Regions from separate parts of the Xenopus laevis genome. Here region 1 is linked to region 2. The links are chromatin contacts, called in public Hi-C maps. All regions are on one chromosome and are shown on one strand. The core of a region is the stretch at or near the end of the contact, and the rest is flanking DNA. Distances in the headings are between cores, read along the strand shown.

Evidence for each region. A called contact is a pair of places that touch in the nucleus more often than the background predicts.
Region 1: a contact with region 2 is called in a Hi-C map of animal cap, with 4 times the contacts expected there. The contact joins two enhancer-like sites. A contact is called at or near these places in 3 of 4 Hi-C or Micro-C datasets (the XL177 cell line, the XTC cell line and animal cap).

Annotation. Positions count from the first base shown.
Region 1 is chr4S:47,231,171-47,234,605 of Xenopus_laevis_v10.1, reverse strand. It overlaps a transcript of gse1.S not described here. Among protein-coding and RNA genes, the nearest start is that of LOC121393266, 69 kb to the left of the region's middle. Within about 2 kb of position 2,100, at least 2 of the 7 cell types and tissues checked have an H3K27ac peak or open chromatin away from gene starts, as enhancers often do.
Region 2 is chr4S:47,045,790-47,048,995 of Xenopus_laevis_v10.1, reverse strand. It overlaps a transcript of gse1.S not described here. Among protein-coding and RNA genes, the nearest start is that of gse1.S, 22 kb to the right of the region's middle. Within about 2 kb of position 1,660, at least 1 of the 7 cell types and tissues checked has an H3K27ac peak or open chromatin away from gene starts, as enhancers often do.

The sequences.
Region 1 (3,435 bases), core at 851-3,350, 190 kb before region 2:
TTTTTTGCCTTTACATCCCCTTCAAGGATAGAATAAATATCAGGACACTAATAGTTTTTGATCCAGTGTCCTTAATAGTTCCTTGAGTTTAGAGAGGGATATTTTAAAGGAATTGTTCAGTGTAAAAATAAAAACTGGGTAAATAGATAGGCTGTGCAAAATAAAAAATGTTTCTAATATAGTTAGTTAGCCAAAAATGTAATGTATAAAGGCTGAAATGATTTGATGTATAACATGTCAGTTAGAATACTACTTCCTGCTATTTAGCTCTCTTGTTTTACACTGACTGGTTACCCTGGTTACCAGGCAGTAACCAATCAGAGACTTGAAGAGGGGCCACATTGGTCATATCTGTTGCTTTTGAATCTGAGCTGAATGCTGAGGATCAATTGCAAACTCACTGAACAGAAATGTACCATGTGGCCCCCCTTCAAGTCGCTGACTAACTCAGAGTTATAGAGCTGAAAAGCAGGAAGTTGGATTCTGGCTGTTTTATTAGACATCTGTTCACTCCAGCCTTTATATATTACATTTTTGGCTAACTAACTATATTAGAAACATTTTTTATTTTGCACAGCCTATAACCCAGTTTTTATTTTCACACTGAACTGTTCCTTTAAGGGGATGGGAAATTGGCACCCACTGCTCCTCCGGTAGTTCCCACTGTCCCCTGTGGATAACACAGCTCGCCGAGCACATGATATAACAAAACCCCAGAACAAATACCAGGCTTATGTTTCGCAGGCAGAGCAGGGACCCCACAGGCAGAGTATGGCACACACATGGAGCATAGGGAAGGCAGAGTATGGCACACACATGGAGCATAGGGAAGGCAGAGTATGGCACACACAGGGAGCATAGGGAAGGCAGAACAGAGCAGAAGACAGGGAAACCTTTTAGGACCACTCTAAGATGTACTACATACAGTTTCTGGGGGGGGGGTTCACCCTCCCAATCATCAGGAAACGTTGATACTAGTGGTGTTATAAAATAAAGAAAGGGGCTCTTCCCCAACTGCATGAAAAAAAATGTGGGTGTGCGGATCTGTGTACAAAAATTGCTGGCTTCTACATGCTTTGTGTAGCTTTTATTCTAGTATGGTAGCTATCTATTGGGTTTTTAGAACATTCCCTTCAAATGCCACTGCAATAACCCACCATCTCTGTGTAAGGGCTATGCAGTTTGTTTAGCAAATCCCTCATGACTTTCTTGGTTTTGACTCAAAACTTGTACGCAAGCGGATTTAATCTCTTTGACGTTCGTACTCAAGCACGGAGGGGAGGGTGTGCATTAGCACGGGGGACTGGGGGTGGGTAGAGCTGTTAACGCAGCACGGCAGCTCTTTTCTCCATTGTGTCTTGCACCCTGGAGGTAAATGCTTTCTCAAAGCTCCTTTTCCTAACAAGCAACTCCTGAACCTACTTGCACAGCATTTAATTGCCAGGGAGTGAAAGGCACAAAACCTATTTATGCCTCCCTAGCGTGAACTGGTGGAGGTGAGGCGTCTCAAACAATGCAGTAAACAAAGGGACATCTCTTTTCCTTTTCCTTTGTAAACACTTAAAATACCTTGTTATGGCTGTGCCTGTGTGTCATTTTGATTTGTGGCTGTATACTGTCCTACAATATATGGTAGGTGATAACACAAGCTGCTAAATAGTATTAATCTTCTTACTAACACCTGTATCTAAGAAAAACCCTATGGAAATAATAAGGTCATTTAGCTATTTCAGGATAGGTTACCCAGCAAAATAGAATTGAAGAAATATTGCCTTCATATAGCTCCGTTGTAAACATAATGAGATTTTCGTTTGTTGCTGGCTGGGGCACCTCTAATTCTTGGGGCTATGCTCCTTTTTCTTCCTTATCCGAGACCCCTAAGATTAGGGATCTCGTCATCTATACTCGTTTGTATGTAGGAAAGAATGCTGTTGTCATGGTCTCTCTCTCCAACTGTGGACTTCTCCTCATATATTTGTAGATCTGGCAGTGGTGTTTATTTGGGCTATATTTGTATATTTATATCTGGCACACACAGTCAGAAACGTAACTAGAGGGCGGCAGGCCCTGGCGCAGGACACTCAGCCAGCCCCGAGGGGGTGCGGGCCCTGGCCCGCTCACACCCCCTGCTCCCCCGGTAGTTCCGCCACTGCACACAGTCCTACTGGTGGTATAATTGTTTTTTACCAATCCATGTTGGTGGCAAGATACTAGACATAAAAAACAATCCATCAGTACAACAGCTTAAATAGGAACTAACAAGGAAGTTAAAAAATAGAAGGAATTCTGGGGAGGAAGCCCAGGATTGCTCCTAAAATTTTTATTAACATGGAATTCCCTGATCCTCAACCACTGGGTTTTAAAGCACAGTCAATGCAGTACACTGATCAAATTCCTGGTTTCTTCCTTTATGAGGCTCATCGGTGTGCAATGCAGACAATGCAATAAATAATAAAGCTATACATATTAACTGACGTAGTAGTAAATAAGTTAAAGGAAAACTATACCCCCCGAACAATGTAGGTCTCTATAAAAACATATTGAATAAAACAGCTCATATGTAAAACCCTGCTTCATTTAAATAAACCGTTTTCATAATAATATACTTTTTAGTAGTATGTGCCATTGGGTAATCATAAATAGAAAATTGCTATTTTAAAAAATAAGGACCGCCCCATGGGATCCAAGGATTCACGGTGCACACAAACAAACCATACATGTTAGGTCACACGAGCCAATTAACAGACAGAGACATGTCTTTTGCTTCCACACTTCCTCTAAGAGTTGTAGTATTTCTGGTCAGGCGATCGCTGAAGCAGCACACAGACCGTCACAAAATGTTGATGACAAGGCAAGAGATGTAAAGGGCAATATTTACTTAAATATATATAACAGTTTGGTAAGATTCTTTAATATGCCACTTAATTTGATATAAACTATCGGTTACTTAAGTATTAATTTTGGGTGTATAGTTTTCCTTTAAGTGATTTCTTGCAGTCAAAAGTATAATGGTGGGATTTCCTTCCATAGAACACAGTAATTCTGCAGCTTCAATGGAATGGCCCCTGCAGATGTTTAACTTGCACACAGTTGTACTGAATTTGACCCAGAGTCTTTTGTTCAATTTTTCTTTGTCTCCTCTGAGCTGTAGCCTTGGTGCCCTCTCAGCCCTTTCTCCTCTCTGTGAGGTATCATCTTGAAGCTCAGAGATATAGCTTGTTCTTCATAGCCGGATCTCAGTGCATCCTTGAATCAATCTTTCCTATTTCTCCTTGTTAAGAACCTCCCAGGGGACTCAATGACATTGCACGGAATGCCAGTAATAACTGGCTGGCTCTGTGTTGGGCGCACAGTGTCCTTATTCGCAGGGCAATGACAGAAGACTGGCATGGGTACCTAAGAATCCTTTCACAGTGCAACACTGTAACCCAATAG
Region 2 (3,206 bases), core at 411-2,910:
TCTAGTAACCCATAGCAACCAGTCATGTTTACCTTCAAAATGATGACTTTTTGCTATGAATTACTAGACCTGGAACTCTGAGACTTGCATTACCCCCTTGTGGCCAGCCTTCAGCAGTGAACTTGTCATTCAATGTGTACTGAAATCTTTGTAGCCCACATTTTTGGTATGTTTTAAGCATACCTCCCAAATGTCCCATTTTTCACGGGACAGTCACGATTTTGACAGCTCAGCCTGCAGTGCCGGGTTTGTTACTGAAATGTCCCGACTTTCTCTTTGATCTCCTGCACTGAATAGCTAGAAAAAGATACAAAGTTTCTAAACCTTAATTGGCTTTTGGCAGAGAGGCCAGAATACGTGGCAGGTGCACTTAGATACTTTTTTAACAATTTAAGATAAGCAAAGAAACAATGAACTATTTAAGATAAGCAGGTCTCTTGGGGACACTGACGTGCAGCTCCATTCAAGGAAACCTCTTTCAGCACAATGACTGGCAATTAGAACTGAAACTGCATGCTAACCAGCTGTTAACCAATCCAATAGGATCATGCAGCTGTTTGTAGGTCAGTCAGATGGGCAGAAAAAAGCACAAAAGCAAACCAACCCATGTAGTGATGTGTTTTCTAATCATTCTTTATTTTGGATCAGCTTTCAGTTTAGTCTCAGATAATTCACTTAAATCTTGTTAGGTAATATAAAAAAAAATATGGTTAAAAAATTGTATGTAGGAGGAAGCAAGTTTTTTACTTTGTTTATATTCAAATTATTTGATGCTCTAAAGTTACTTAAAGGAGAACTAAACCCTAGTTAAAAAGTAAAAAAAAACCTACCCCCTTACCCTACATAGACCCCTGTCCCTCCCCCCCCCCAGCCTAAGTGTTTCCCCGGACAAATGCCCCTAACTTTTTACTTACCCCTTGGTGCAGATTCAGGCATCAGAATTCATGGCGCCATCTTCAGCCGCTTCGGTAATCCTCAGAATGAGATAATTTTTGCGAGTTTCGGCGCATGCGCAGTTGTCACAACACAGGAAATTGCTCCAACTGCACATGTGCCGCCACGCCGGTCTCATTCCGAAGTTTTCAAAAGAGAATATGATGTCGCCCGTGAACTCCAAACGCCTGAATCTGCACCGAGGGATAAGTAAAATGTTAGGGGCATTTGCCCGGGGTAGTACTTAGGCTAGGGGAGGAGGGAGAGGGGACTGTGTAGGGTAGGGGGGAGTAGGGTTTTTTGAACGTTAGGATTGAATTCTTCTTTAAAGAAATACTAGCGCATTCCAGGGTTTAACCTGGTAGGTTTTGGGTGCACTGGATAAAAGAGGATATGACCGAATATGGCAGTAACCTGAACACAGTATATATATGACAAATCATTTTGATTGGTTTTAATTTTAAAGTGCAGTTGTGCTAATTTTCTCAGGATTTGCTGAAGGACAACTGTGCTATTTAAGGTAATGCAGTTATAGTAATCCTTTATTATAACTCTAACCCTATTAAAATCTTCAGCCCTAAGAAATAAGTTAAGAGGATTGTTCTTAGGAACTGGGAACAAAGGGGGTTAAGTGCATGTGTTTGTTTATGTATGTGTAGTGTAAACACAGTGCATTTTGTGCAAGCTTAGGTCTCAAGTTAAACCTAAAGCCATATCCTTACACAGGGTGTGAATAGGGCCCGTCATCATCTAGTCCCTAGTTTATGGCAGAGTCCGTGGCTTTCCATCTCCCACAGACAATGCCAGATCCGTGTTTACCTTGCAGAGTATCTCCCACACCCACTAGATAAATACGGGCAGACGCATCGCGGGTTTCATGAGCCACAGAATATCTTTTGGGTGCTGTAAAAATGAGCACATCTTGCCAGCAGCACCCTCCTCCCTCTGAAGCAGTCCTGTGTTGTATTAACAGTTTCGCTGCTCATTTGTAGTACAATAGAATGCTGTGTGGAATACATTGCTGCTAGGGAAACTGCGCAGAGTAGTTCTTTCAGCTGAGTGGTGTGCTGGTGTTCTGTGGTCTAAAGCTGGCCATAGACGCAAAGATCCGATCGTACGAAGATTCGTACGATCAGACTTCCCCATCTCACGACCTGCCACTAACCATTCCGATCAAATAAAGTAGAAAAGGACAGATCAGCCGATGTTCTGCCCCTGACAGCAATCGTACGAAAGTTATGTCCGACAAAGATAGTGACAATAGCGACAAAGATAGTGAAAATCGTACGATCAGCAATACATGTCCGATCTATCAAACGACCGATGTCCGGAATCTCCACACACGGTCTGAAAATCGTACGAATCCTCGATTCGTATGATCAGATCTTTACCCGCAGGGGAGCACAGGAGTAGACGCACTGACTGTCAATGGGGCTGTACTCACACAGACGCATGTAAGCGTCAAACGCAGGTTGGGATTTTACCTGCGTTCGACGTATACATGCGTCTGTGTGAGTACAGAATGTTGCATTCCACCTGCGTTCAGAGCTTACCTGCGCCCGTGTCAGTACAGGCCCCTTCAGAAGATTTGGTTGTGTTTCTTCCTGCGGGGCAATGGTGCATGTTTTTTTGGTGTGAACAGCAAAACACTTTGTGTATTTGCATTGTGTGATTTAGGGATTGTGTCACTTATGTGAATTCCCCCCATAGTGTACTCTAAATGCAGGAACTCAACACAGAGGCTTCTGTTTAAATACATGCAAATGCAATTTTGTTTATGCTTTCTTAGGTGCAGAGCAACATGCAAATACTAAACAATGTGTGTGTGTAGCCAAGTCAGCTGTTTATATGCTACAATAAAGAAGCAGACAGCAGTATTCACTTAACCCCTTCCAGTTTTAAAATGCACTGCAGCTTACTTCTGCCCAGGGTATATATTAGAGTTTTGGAAGCTAGAAGGTTAATTTCTTGGGTGAAATAAAAATATTTATTTAGTAACCTGTGTCCTCAATGAAGACGCATGACCCACGCCTGCCCTGGCACAGTGTAGCACTGACATTCTTTCTGAGCACACATATGAGCTCAAAATGGAATGCACCTTTTGTAAATGTCAAACAATAAATTAGAGAGGCCATAGAAAGGCATGACCTGTATTAGTATATGCAATCATATGATTAATGCTTTGCAGCCATACAACTGTATATTTTTTGGATATTCATTCAGCAGTAAAGAGGTTAATTTTGTTGTCCATTGATCATACTGGAAAGTGCCTT